2 separate regions of the Neogale vison genome follow, and region 1 is linked to region 2. The links are chromatin contacts, called in public Hi-C maps. All regions are on one chromosome and are shown on one strand. Each heading gives the region's core, a stretch centred on a gene start, on an enhancer-like site or on the middle of the called end of the contact. The rest is flanking DNA. Distances are from core to core; before and after follow the strand shown. Region 1 holds the start of LOC122907559 (intercellular adhesion molecule 5). Region 2 holds the start of ERN1 (serine/threonine-protein kinase/endoribonuclease IRE1).

Region 1 (6,733 bases), core at 3,850-6,349, 210 kb before region 2:
GAGGAGAAATATAAACCACACCTGCCCTGCCCCCATCCCCCACCCTGGCGTCTGCGCCAGCAAATGGGGCCTGCCGGAACCCGGGGGGTGGGACGAGAGCCTGAAACGGAAGGGCCTGTGGGAGTGTCTCAGGGCCCAGCCCCACCTTCTAGCCCCCCGCCCCATAGGTGAGCCCTGCTCCCTGGGATCAGAGGGGTAGGAGGCACTCCTGATCGCCTCATGTGGCCCCACCAAGCACTCCCATCCAACGGAACAGGAAAGCACGGCGCGGGGGCCAGGTCCCAGCCGGGTCGAGAGGTACAGTGTGATAGTAGTAGGCAAAACCCCAACAGCCATCTCCTGGCACTAGCTCAGCAGTGTGACCAAAGGGAGAAAGATGGTCCAAGGGGCTGGCGTGCCCATCAGGCAGTGGCCCCCTACGTGAGCTATTCCAGCAGGATGGCTTGGCGCATGTCCCGACTGGTGGGGGTGGCCTCAGCAGAGTCCGGAGACCATCTGGTCACCATATGGTCCCTCCTTACAACCCAGACCTGGACCCTTCTCTCCACCTCCCTACTGCCCTGCTCCCCACCCTGAAGCCAGAAGACCCCGAGAGGAAGGCTGTGGCTCCTGGGTGGCCTCTGGGAGAGCCGCCGGCACCCAGCCTCCGTCTGGGGTCCAGGTACCACGTGGCTGCTGGGGAAAACGGAGCCTGAATACAGCCCACACGGTCCTAAACTGGAGAACAGAGATGAGGTTATCCTCGGATACAAGATCAGGCATAGGGTCACCAGGAATCTGGGTGACAGAAACGGCTGCTGTAGAAGCCTGCAGAAGGATTTCCCATCAAGGTCCAGTTCCCCAACATTTCTGGGAGTTCCCCGGGCCCCTTGCCCCCCTCCCCACAGCTGCTGCCTGCAAGGCCTGTTTGGCAGCTCTGCCGTGCACACACTGTCCCTGGCAGCTTCTCAGGGCTGGCCCCAGGGCCCAGATTATGCAACCAGCACAACCATCCAAGCAAGCCAGGCTGGGTGGGGACTCGCACCAAATCAGAGGGTCCCCCCCACCCCTGGCCCAGCATCACGGAGATGAACTGCTTCCCCTACTTTTTCATCTAGCCCTGAACCTCTGTTTTCAGCACAGAGGGCCAGACTCCTGACCAGAGACGGAGGGCAGGGGAGAGAAGGCGGCCGTGGGACAAGCATCTGGGAGAACGGAGTTAAACGGAGGGGACTCTGGGTCCTCAGGAGTCCTGCCACAATTTCTCCTCGTCAGGAAAAGATTCGTCTGGGCTGTTGAAAGGTGAAAGCCCATTTTTTATTTCTCAGCCTTAATGAGCCACGGCCGGAGATTACAGAAAAAAACCCCGTGTGGCCACAGCTGTAAGCCCAGGCCCCAGATATCCTGGCCGTATTTTCCCCAGCCAGAGCCTGAGCCGGAGGGGAGGAACAAGTGGAGCAAGGCGATCTGCGGAGAGCGAGCTTGGGCCCCTGGGTCCCCCGGGGTCTCCGGGAAGCCACTCACTAGGGCGGGAAGCTACTCGCTAGGGCGTTCACAGAACCTCCCGGGCACCACCCATCCCTCCTGGGCAGGTGCTCCTGTGGCAGGAAGTCCCAAGTCAAGGCGGCACAGACAGGGCCTGGAATAGGCTCCTCCCAGACATGGGCTCCCGACTTCCCAGGCACAGAGCTACCCCCTCCTCCTGCTTGCCCAGGGCCCCCAGCTTCTCCCAAGAGAGAGCAGGGGCCCAGGGGAAGGTTGCTCACAGCTCACAAAGTCCTGCCAAGCTCCACACCTGCTCTTTGAAGCACCAGTAACTCCTCTTCAAAATAAAAAAACCCAAGAGGAAAAAGAAAAAAGACACCAAAACAAAACAAAACACACACACACACACACACACACACACACACACGTCAGGTCTCTCCAAGCTCTGTTAAGTCCCCGCCTGCAGCAGAACTGGGCGGGCCTGGCTCAGTGCCCTGAACCTCGGAAGCGTGCGACAGCGTCCCCCCCCCCCAGCCCGGCACCAGCCCACACCCTAGGTGGGCCTCTGCCTCCACCCCCGTGACAGCAGGGGCAGGTGGCTGGGCCTGAGAGAAGAGAACATAGCCCTCCGTGAGTAGAACATATTTTGAACTCTGGAGTGAACCCAACAATCTGTGCTTCTTCGGGTTTTGTTTTTTTCATTTCTTGTTTTCCTTAAGCTCCTCTGTTGAGTACGGACATGGCTATAGAACCACAATGTGGAGGGAGGAGGGTCATCACTTCCCTTCTTTCCAGGGGCTCCCCTAGTTGCCCAACTGGGCCCTGAAACCCTGGCTTTTCTAGTTCATGTGCCCCGACAGGAACCCCTTTGCTCCTCAGATCTCAAGCCCCATCTCCTGAAGTCACGCAGCTGGACTTGCAAAGAGGCCAAGCACCATCTTTCTCGAACTCAGCCAGAGTGAACGGGGTCCTCCCTCTCCCCTTGGACCTCCACTGCCCCCCCCTCCCTGGGAGAGGAGGTGACAAAAACACCTGAGGGGCTCAGTCGGTTAAGCGACTGCTTTTGGCTCAGGTCATGATCCCAGGGTCCTGGGACTGAGCCCCAAGTCAGGCTCCCTGCTCAGCGGGGAGTCTGCTTCTCACCCCCCCGACCACCCCGACTCATGCTCTCTTTCAAATAAATAAAATCTTAAAAAGAAAAGGAAAGCTGGTGGGATAGGAAGCCTGTGGAAGCAGAGGCTCAGTGTCTTCCCCTTGGTCCCCAACCCTAGCAGCCTGGGGCCACCCAGCCTGGACCTTGCCACTGGCCCAAGAGCACTCCCTACACAAGGCTGTGTAACCTGTTCTCTCCACGGGCTCTTCCCAGGCCACATGGCCCATGGGTTTCGAGCAGAAGACACCAGAGAGGCTTCTCTTTCTTCCTTAGATCCTTCTCAGGCCAAAGGCCCACAGGGAGTCTCCAAGGCCAGTCCTCAGCCAGCTGGCCCAGGGGCTGGAATGACTCATGCAGGGACCCTTCAGCATCACCTTGGACCCATGAGTCCCCAAATGGGAAAGCAGGATGGAAAAGATGGAGTCTTCGGGACCAGGTCTATCTCCGTTAATACCCAGACGCTTTGTTTTTGTTTTTACAGGGAGGAGGGAGAATGAGGAACAAGAAGGAACAATCACTGTCCCCAGTTAAGCATCTCTTTAGAAAGTGAGGGATCAGAGCTCCGGCGGGGGGGCAGATATGCACACCCTCTTCTGTGAGGATCCACTGTGCAGCCTCTACCTGGAGACATGAGGTAGGAGCAGAGCAAGCCCCAGCCTCCCTGGGAGATGAGCGAAGAAGCCAGTGCCACATGCTGGGGCACATGGGTTGGGTGGGCTATGGCGATGTTAGAACCTAAAGATGAAATAAAGGTGGAGAGAGAGTGGGAAAAGGGATGGGGACCATTCCCAAGCATTCTGGAGCAACCAGAAACATCGCACTGGAGGGGGGTGGTAAACGACTGAGGAGCTCCCCCCGCGGGGTCAGGCCCTAAGGATAGAGTCTCTGTCTCTCAATGGCCTTTGAAGCTGCAACCTGAGAAGTTCTCTCTTTAAGCCAAACTCCAAAGGGGTCAGAACTCTTTGAAGCAACTCTCCCAGGCTCCTCCAGCCCTAGACCAGCAGGGCTCAGTGGAGCCTCTCCGCTCCTGCAGACCGATCTACTCCTGGACACTAGGACACCAGCCGAGAGCCAAAAAGAGAGTTTGCCCAGAGTGGGCTGGGCTTTCCACCTCAGGCCTGGCGGCCACCACCTCTACTCAAACCCAGAGCCATCCTGCGCCAGGGTCCTGACCTGGAGAAGACCCCGCCTGGCACAGGCTGAGATCCCCTCGCTCTAGGCTCAACCTCCCAAGCCGTGGGAAGCCAGGCCCTTCTTCCTCCTCCTCGGCAGCTGGGAGCCATCTCAGACACGCTAGAGCTCTGCCAGTTCCCAACTAGAAAAAAAACAGCGCAGACTTGGAGTGGGACCAAGGCCAATGCAGGGTAACCCTTGTTTCTCAGTGAGGGCCCTTTTGCAAAACTTTCTCAGCACTTCCCTGATCCCCCTACCCTAAAAGCTATACCAGACTACACTAGATCTACACTAGACTTCTCAGCCCACTCGCTCACAGCTCACTGGCTCCGATTGCTCCATCTCTCAGTTACTCAGAATCCCTGTTCTAAGAAAGCCTCCAGAGCCTCCCTCCATCCCACGGTCGCTCTTACCCTCTCCCCCAACTGCCCCGCCACCCGGCCTTGCCCTCCACCAAGTCCCGCGCACTCCGCACGCTGGGCCCCTATGCCCTGTGCCAAGGCGGCCGCCCCGGGGCCCTCACTCGAGGCCCCCCATCGTCCGCAGCCCCCGGCGTGCTCGCGGGGCCGCCCGCCCATCCACGCGGCTCACCTGGTACTGCGCCGCGGGGCCCGCGGGGCCCATGGGGCGGAAGGCGGCGGCCCCGGGGCCCCCCACGCCTCCGGCCGGCCCTGGCCCCCTGAGCGCCGGTCCGGGCAGCATGCCGGGTCCCGCTGGCGGAGGCGGCGCTCCCAGGGCCGCGGCAACGGCGCCGCCACCAGGACTCAGCGGAGGCAGCGGGAACCCGCCCGCGCCACGGCCCGACATCGCTCCGTCCCGTCCGGCGCTGTCGCGATCCGGGCTCCGGACTCCGTGTCGAGTCCGCTCCGCGATCCGTGCTCCGGGACTTTCCGATCTAAATTCCGGGTTCTGGGGTTTGTTGATCCGGGTTCCGGGATTTCCCAATCCAAGTTCTCGAGTTCCTCGCAGACTCGGTTTGGGGCAGGGCCGATCCTGATTCCGGTCCTGCCCGGGGAATTCCGGATCCGGGATCTATTGCAGGCCTGCCTGCCGCCCGCGGCCTCCGGAGGTTTGGCTGCCAGGGCCCAGTTACCCGGAGGCGGCAACTAACTCCCAGCCCCGCCCAAACAAGCCCAGCGCTAGGCCCCGCCTAGAACCAGCAGTCCAATGCCGGGATGCCTCCTCAAATCCCGCCCCTCGCGAGACCCGCCCCCAACAGGCCCCTCCCCTAACCGCCAGCCCTAGAGCCACGCCCACACCCCTTGGTCCAGCCCTCGGCCGGAGGGGCGGGGGCGGAAAGCGGCGCAGGAAACGCTGTGCAAGGCGCGGGGTCAGAGGTTGAAGGTCACGTAGGGCTTCAACAGTGAACGGGTAGGTCTTGAACTCTCCCCGTTGTAGCCAACTCCCGGAGGCTCCCGCTTAGCTCTGTGAAAATAGTTTTCTTAAGTCTCTTTTCTACATTTTTCAGCATTAAAGACTCAGCTCCCTGAGGGGAAAGAGCCGCCGACTTGACTTTGTTTAAAAGCTCATCCTCGTAGCAGCTCAGAGCTGCCAAGGGACATCAGCTGCCCCAGACCCGATCCAGCTGTGTGAAGGGCAGACTTGGCCAAGCGCCGAGTTCTTATCGCATATTTTTAAAGTGGCTCTGCCTCACTTTAAGGAAGCCTAGTACTTTTTTTCCTCCACAGGAAATGTTTCTAGGGGGAGGAATTCTGCATTATGAGAAATCTCCCTGCAGTTAAATAACGTCTTTCTCTAGGATTTATAGTATTTAATTGAAAAAAAATTCAATACCTTTTCAGAAACCACTGTCCTGTATCATAAGGTATTCAAAATAAAGTGTTTCAGGTGTGTCAGAGCCTACATTCTGGTCATCTGGCGTTTTCTCGCCATCAGACCAGTGCTTCTTAAACTTTAAAGAGTATAAGAAACATCTGGGGCTCTTACTTAAAATGCAGATTATGACTCAGTAGGTCTGGGGTCTGGGCTTAAGCAGGGCTTAAGCTTCTGCACTTCTTTTATTTATATAAAGTTAGTCAACACATAGTGTATTACAAGATTCAGGGTAGAGTTTAATGATTCATCAGTTGCTTATAACACCCAGTGCTCCTTTTGTCAAGTGCCCTCCTTAATGCCCATCACCCAACTACCACATCCCCCAACACCCCTCCAGCAATCCTCAGTTGGTTCCCTAGAGTTAAGAGTCTTTTATGGTTTGCCTCTATTTTCATCCTATTTTTCCTTCCCTCCCCCTGTGTTCATCTGCTTTGTTTCTTAAATTTCACATGAGTGAAAAATCATATGGTATTTGACTTTCTCTTACTTACTTCACTTAGCATAATACACTTTAGACTGGTTCCATCCACATCCTTGCAAATGGCAAGAGTTCACTCTTTTTGATGGCTGAGTAATATTCTGTATGAGATATATATCATATATATTTTAACATTTTCTTTATCCATTCATCCCTTGATGGACATCTGGGCTCTTTCCATATTTTGGCAGTTGTGGACATTGCTGCTATAAACATTGGGGTGCATGTACCCCTTCCAATCACTATTTTTGTATCCTTAGGTTAAATACCTAGTAGTACAATTGCTTCTAGAGCTCCAAAGCTATGTTGTTGCTACTCAGACAATAATTTTGAGTAGCCAAGATTGATTTTCACTATAAATTTCTCTGCTCTGTTTTCATCCCTAACCAAGTCTTGCACCATAGCACCCCAGATCCTGTTTATAGTATAGTATAGTCCTCCAGCCCTTTTTAGAAATCAGTTCTGCTCCACTGTACTTCCTGGTATCTTTCCAACAGTGATGAGCCCTTCCCCGCCGCTGCTTTCTTGCCTCTTGGTCTTCACGGAGCTCACTTTCCTCTTTCTGCCTAAAAGTGGGTTACCTGCCAGTCTGAGAGCAGGCCACTGGAATTATTACAGTCATTGAACCA
Region 2 (7,377 bases), core at 3,329-5,828:
ACATAAAATCTTTAAAAAAGAAAAGGGGAAAAAAAGCACCAAACACAGAGATTTGAAGAAAGGGAAATACACCTTTCCTTATAATAGTGGGAAAACTGGAAACAATCTATAGGACCCAGCAGGGTGGCCACTAGGCAAAGCATGGTTTATTACCGTATCGATCTTGGTCAGTGCGACCCCAGTCTCCAAATTCAGGCTGAACATAGAAGGCTCAAATGCGTTTGGCATGGATGCTGGTTTACCAAGGTGCTAGTCGAAGTGACAAATTCAATAACATACTCAGAAAATTTCCTACCAGTTATAGAAAGCTTATGTGAAACTAAACATAAATATAGAACATGTATTTTTATGCTGCTGTATTTGCTGTGTGGTTGTACATGAACAAAGATCATATGATAATCGGAAGTGATGCAGAGGGGCGCCTGGCTGGCTCAGTCAGTAGAGCATGTGACTCTTGATCTCAGGGTCGTGAGTTCGAGCCCCACATTGGGCGTAGACCAAAAAATAAAAAAAAAATTTTTTTAATGTAGAGACTAAAAATAAATTTTAAAAAAATGCAAGGAGGGAGCTTATGATTCCTTTTAAAAGTTCTACTTTTCCTAGCCCATATCTTGTCTGTGGCACTCACTTAAATATCACTAAGAATGTGTTGCTCTGACACAAGGAAGTCTGAAACCAAACAGGGGGATATAGGTGAAGATAAAGATAGAAAAAAAAAATCCCCAACCCCTAGGAAAGACAGCCAGCCAGCATGTTTATTATTCACAAACTATGATTCACTGTCCCTATTTTTTCAAGCCAGCATCACACTCTAATCATATTGCTAGGTTACAGGCCCCTAGTTATTTGTGCATAATAAAAACTGAATCCATTAAAATGATACATTACATTTTTCTTGCCTATATCATCTCTTCAGGGAGAACATTTGATCATTATAAAACTTCAACAATCTTGAACCTAAAGATTACTTTGGATCCCCAAACCAGAGAGGTTTCCAGTGAAAATGAAATCATTATCCAAAAATTCCTCAACCTGAAAAATGGAGTCAAAATCTGATGCAGGCAAAGAGCTCTCACCCCCAGGACCATGCAGGTGGCACGATTCTGTCCAGACAAGAAGAAACCTTTACATAGCTCACTAGTTTTACGTTCAGGAATACAGCCTACTCTTGAACACTGTCAAGAGGAACTCTCGTACACACTTCTCTCCTGCTCTGAGAAACTAAACTACTGTGGAAAGCCCAGAGGCCAGGCATGAAACAAAACACACACATGTGAACTACAGTTCAATTTCATGATCAGAAGCTCTGATAGGAGCTTAATGAAACATTCTCCTCATGGCCTCGGAATAAATTCTTGATACCGCCTAGTAAGATCATTCGTGGAGGTGATAACTATCAGAGCAAATGATAAGCAAGGACATTTCTAGTTAAGCTTCTTGTCTCAGATGGTATCCTCAGTGTGTTTTTGTACACACATGGGCCTCGGTTCTCGGTGACATTGTTTACTCTCCTCTAAAACCAAAACACTGGCTGAATAAAAGAAATCGTATATATTGTAGCTGAAGATAGCATTTTGCCTCCCATGCTTCAGATCTGTTTGGTACCTGACAGAAACGGTACATAAACACCATTAAATAAGGACTAAAGGACAGTGATGATGTAATACAAACCAACACTGGGTACAAGATCCAGGTCCAGGGAGGAGGGAAAACACTCACTAAATAAGCACAATTTGGATTAACAAGAGGCAGCCTGAAGTTAGTAACACCAATGTTATTGCATTTTTGGATATGATAGCCTAGAGTCTCAGCCTAGGATGAGTCAATGTCTAGCTCAATCAGACGCGCTCGTGAAAGAAACTCACAGTATTGCTTCCAACACACGAGTTATTTCATCAATCAAAAAGAAACAGCATTGGGGCATCTATCTGGCTGGCTCAGTCCGGTAGAGCATGCGACTCTTGATCTCAGGGTCATGTGTGCGAGTTCCACAATGGGTGTAGAGATTACTTAAAATAAATTTAAAACTTAAAAAAAGAGCACTGAAGATATTCTTTGGAGGGGCGCCTGGGTGGCTCTGTGGGTTAAGCCTCTGCCTTCGGCTCAGGTCATGATCTCAGGGTCCTAGGATGGAGCCGTTCATGGGGCTCTCTCCTCAGCAGGAAGCCTGCTTCCTCCTCTCTCTCTCTCTCTCTGCCTGCCTCTCTGCCTACTTATGCTCTGTCAAATAAATAAATAAAATCTTAAAAAAAAAAAAAGGAAAGAAAATTTTCTTTGGCGAGTGTATAACATTAAAAAAAATAAAGACAGTAAAAAACATGGGGGGTTACATTTATTACCTACGATATACAAGGTGCCTTCACATGTGCTAGTTATCCCCATTTCACATATCAGTAAACAGACTCTCTAAAAAGTAAAATAATCTGTCTGAGGGCACAGCTAGCAAGTGACCAGTTTGAACTCAGGTTTGTCCAATTTTACACCCAATAGGTTTTGCGGAATATCACTCCTGCCCACTTTAACTGCAAACTCTGCAACAGGTTCCACTTAAAATTTAAAATAATAATTCTATGTTTGGGGATCAAAATTTTTACTGGTTGATACTTCCAGGAGTAAAATTCTGACATTTTACTTACAAAGCAGTTACACTAAAATGTAACTTTTTGATAAGGGTCTGGAATATTGTACCATGAACTTTGAGAAGTTTGGATTTCTAAATACAATTTGGAAATATTTACACAAACTGAAACTATAGTCCCAACTAAAGCTAAATAGTTATTTTTGGCCCTAAGTTACTGAATAACTAAAATACTAGAATCCTGCGAAATAACAGCCAATGGAAAGATGTGGCAAAGAAAACCATATATACCTAGACCCTGATATGAAATGATCGATTTCCATGTCATTTGATCATCATGTTTATACTCTTATTTATGAACAAATGCCGAGGAACAGTTAACCAATCCAGGGTGAAGTGTTCACATTCAAAATGTGACCCCAGTTGAGAAAGTGGATTCTCTTTTTTAATTAGAAGAAAAACTTGGGGCACCTGGGTGGCTCAGTGTGTTAAGCATCTGCCTTGGGCTCAGGCTAGATTCAAAGGTCCTGGATCAAACCCCAGTGGGGCTTCCTGCTCAGCCCAGAGTTTGCTTCTCCCTCTCCCTCGCTCCCCCCGCCCCTCCCCTGCTTGTGTTCTCTCTCTAAAATAAATACAATCTTTAAAAAAAAAAAAAGAACAATTTACATGAGTTCTATCATGAAATATGTACAAATTTTCCCCTTAAAACACCCCCAAATTTGAAAAAGGTGATCTTATATTTTACTTCATCTATTTTCAAGGTCTTGTTACTCCAAGAGCACAGACTTTTACCAAACATGCATGACCTCTGAAGACTTCACACTGTGGCACTCAGGTATACACACGTCAATTCTCCACCGGGACACCTGGTACATGATATACCATATTAAAAGGCACATAGTGGAAGTCATTAAACAAGAACCTGAACCAATGTACCATACCCACATCCTGAACAACGAGGTGTTTTGTTGTTTTTTTTTTTTTTAAACCACTAATTTAGGTTTTTTTCAACTAGAAGGAAAAAAGCCAAGTCTGTCCACAAAATGTCCTCCCCGGCCACGGGGCCCAAATCTACAGCCTGAGTGAAGGTCTTAAAATAGTTAAATAAATGTAATCCAGCCATTTCTCTCCAGGAAAACATGAAAAGACCCTTCAGACCGCTCCACAGTGCTCTGACGTGAGGAGACAGTCTCCATTTAAAGTTTTGAAGAGGCTTCACTGCTGTCTCACATGGGATCTTTAAAAAGAGTGTAAATCCCACAGCTTAACTTGCTTAACGAAGTCTTGGTGCCCAAAAGGATGCCTCCTGCCTCTGCACATTTAGAAACCTGCAAGGCAGGTAAAGCAGAATCACACTCGCAGGTAAAAATGCTTACCCGCTCCCAGGGGCGTTCGTTTCCCGAAATTCTCGAATTTTTAAATGTTCAAACAAGGATTATAAGCGCAAGACATTCCCCCTCCTCCTCGATTACAGGGCCCCTTCTATCCTTGCCCCGCGGCCACCGCCAGACTGAGACGGCGCCCACCTGTGGGAAGGGTCCGGCAGGTGGGGCCGCCTTCCAAGCGCCTTCCAAGCCCCAAGGTGCCGCCGGGGCGACGCAAAGTTGTGCGGGAGCGCACGGGGCCCCGGGAGACGCTGCCCGTGACAGCCGCGCTGGCCGGCGAGGCCCCTCGGGTGGCGTGCGCCTCGGCCCGGCCGACAGCGGCCGCCACTCAGGCCGGCCCCGAGGAGCTCGCTCCCCGCCCGGCGCCGTCTCCTACGTCCTGCCCGAGCCTCCGCTGGGGCGCTCGGGAGCCCGGGCCGCCACCACCGCCGCGATCCCGGCTCGGACCCCAGTCCGCCCCGCGCTGTCCCCCACCCCGTGCTGTCCCCCACCCCACGCTCTCCGGGTCACTCACCCCGGGGCCAGGCAGCAGCAGCGCCAGCAGCACCAGCAGCAGCCGGGCCGGCATGGCGAGGACTCGGGCCTGGCTCCCGGCCCGGCCGGCCGGCTCCGGGGGGCGGTGCGGGCAGGCGGGCTGAGGACGGGGCGGGGGCGCCGCGACGACAGCGCCGCGGCGGCCGGACTTCAGCAGACGCAGAGCTGACTAGGCGGTGGCAGCACCCCCATGCCCAGCCCTATAAGCGCCGGGTGCCGGCGCTTCTTCCGGTCGGGGCGGGGGCGGGGGCGGGGCCGACCGAGGGGCGGCCCCGAAACTGGGCGGGGGCCGAGCCCTGAGGCGGAGCCTGGGGCGGGGCTGTTCTGAAGGGGCGGGGCCGGGGCGGCGCTGGCCTCCTGCCTTAAGGGAGTCACGCGGCGACGGCTCCAGCGGAGAAGGACCAGACCTGGGTGTCCCGCGTCTAGGGGCGCTGAGCGTTCGAGGCAGGGAGCTTTGCCGAGGGCTGAGGGAGGCTGGCAGTCCCGCCCCACGGGTGCACCCCTTCCCCACGCGGTCCCCAGGCGGTCCCACCAGTTCCACGGAGAGACCCGCTGTGTTAAGACTCGATCAGGGGAAAGTCCAGGAGACTGGTGGTGCCGGCTGTCCAGAGACCCCCGCTTCGTCTTTCCGTCGTGGTGGAATGATGGACGACCTCCGGAGCCAGGGTCAGCAGCTGGCAGGGACTCCCGCAAACACGACATTTCTGCCATGCGTGCAAGTCCACAGCTCTAGGTTCCTCCGACTGTTTCTCAGCGAGCCCCAAGGCCCTTTCTTCCGTTTGTCCTCAGGAATTCCCCTCAAATCTCGTCCAACAACCATCTCTTCCCTTTGGAATAAACTACAGCCAAGGCATTCTCCAAAAATTATAAGCAAAGAAAGAATCCATTTCAGCGGCTTGCGTTGTGTGTTAATGTGGCATTTCGTAGATATGTCTTCGTGGAGCTGGAGATGACATGGGTCACAACTCATTGGAGGGAGCGGGCTTGTTGAGGACTCATACAAGATCTATTTGAGGATTGTAGCCTATCAACCTGAATTTAAAAGTCTGGCACCCATTTGGTCACAGGGTCCCCAGCTGCTCTCCACTTGGATGGAAGTGGAGAGAAAAGACATATTGTTTGTAACACGAGAAACTAAGACTCAAAGCACCAATTTGCATATCCTTGGAGAAAAAGAAATAGGGGATAGCAACTTCTCTAATTTTTCCTGACTTGCTCACATGACAGCCAAAGATTTTTCAGGGTTTGGGGGAAAGGAGTAGGCAATGCTAGAGAAAACAGCAAAGAAGTAGCGAGGGACAGCCCAAATGTCTAGATCATCCCTATTCAAATATAAAATAGATAGATGCTCACTGGAAGCCAGAATCCATAAACAGAGTTCCCTATTCCCAGCCCCGAACGCCTGGATCGAAGTTAAGGGACCTATCTCTACCACTGCTGAAGAGCCTAACACCAATTTTTTAAAAAATATTTTATTTATTTATTTGACAGAGAGATCACAAGTAGGCAGAGAGGCAGGCAGAGGGGACGGGGAGGAAGCAGGCTCTGCGCTGAGCAGGGACCCGGATGTGGGGCTCAATCCCAGGACCCTAGGATCATGACCTGAGCCGAAGGCAGAGACTTTAACCCACTGAGCCACCCAGGTGCAACCCCTAACACCAATTTTTAAGAGTGTGATGAATCTTGGCAACTGTGAAAGAGGTAGATATATTTTGAAGAGTGGTATCCGCACATTTCACTGTAGAGAGGTTTGGGATTGACGGAGAGATGGGTGGAAGCCGAGGGTCCATCACTCCTAGGCAGAATAGCCCTGGGTCCAGGGAGGAGCCTACAATCCAGAGACTGGGAGGGGCTTTTTACCTGTCCCGCTTGCCAGCTGAAGACAGGATCTGCAAGACCACAAGTCTGAGTCGAAAGAGGAGCTTGACTAGAAAATACTGCTTTCACATCCCTTCTCTGGTGCTTTTTCTCAAACAGTGTAAGTCTAGGAGGGGAACTTTCTGGCCTGGAACTCTGGCAGCCCTTTGACAATTCAAAATGTCACTGTGACCCTGTAAGCACAGTAGATGAAACACAAAAGGTATTCTGACTCTTCTGACTCATAAATTAGCTTTAAAGATCCAACAAAGAAAAAAAGAAATCTGCTCCAAGGAGTCTAGGCCAGGTAGGTATATTTTGTTCTTGTACGCAGTTGGACCAAATCCCCAGGCCTTAACTGTGCTATTACAGATTGTCAGAATTTCTCAGAATTTCTTATGCAACACTTAGACTGTTCTTACACTTAATCAATTCCCATGTTTTATGTGCTTCTCCACTTAACTGGCAACTCCTATGATAAGCTCTGTTTTTATTTATGATAGCATTGCCCATAAGTCTGTTCCGTAATTACGTACTGTTTTGACAGCTTTTTTGCGTATGATAAAGCAAAAGCTGGCATCACTGATAAATAGAAACAGAAATGGAAATATTTTTGTAGGGAGCCTTTGAATTGGACCTGTAGAAAAGACCTGAAAATGAGCAGGCAGTAAATGACCTTTCTGGAAGTTGCATTAAATAGCATGCTCTAAACAAGGCCAAGGTCATGATCTTTGTGGGAAGATAAGCCCTCTCTTTTCACCAAGGCAAGAAAAATATGTGTATGAGATTCGGCACTATGTCTGGAATATGTCTGAGGACCGGAATATGTCTGAGGAGCTGGGGGTTGAGGGAAAGTAAGTTCACAAAATCTTATTTTCACTTCTCTCTGAACCAGTGATTCCCAAACTTGGAGAATGTTTAAAAAACAGATTTTGACACCTTTTCCTGTCCTCGTCCCCCACTAGCATCTCCAGGGATGGACCCCAGAGGCCTGTATGTTTTCCAGTTTCCGCAGGTGACTGA

The links. Hi-C and Micro-C count contacts between places; a contact is called where the count stands out from the background.
Region 1: a Hi-C map of muscle shows a contact between it and region 2, with 3 times the contacts expected there. The contact joins the promoter of LOC122907559 here to the promoter of ERN1 in region 2. A contact is called at or near these places in 2 of 3 Hi-C or Micro-C datasets (fibroblasts and muscle).

The regions. Positions count from the first base shown.
Region 1 is chr5:14,795,257-14,801,989 of ASM_NN_V1, reverse strand. LOC122907559 (intercellular adhesion molecule 5) reads left to right here and starts at 5,099. Exons shown (of 8, transcript XM_044250368.1): 1 at 5,099-5,161. It overlaps SMARCD2 (SWI/SNF-related matrix-associated actin-dependent regulator of chromatin subfamily D member 2), which reads right to left and starts at 4,852. Exons shown (of 13, transcript XM_044247646.1): 1 at 4,382-4,852. The coding sequence starts at 4,597.
Region 2 is chr5:14,586,320-14,593,696 of ASM_NN_V1, reverse strand. It overlaps ERN1 (serine/threonine-protein kinase/endoribonuclease IRE1), which reads right to left and starts at 4,578. Exons shown (of 22, transcript XM_044247636.1): 1 at 4,478-4,578. The coding sequence starts at 4,531.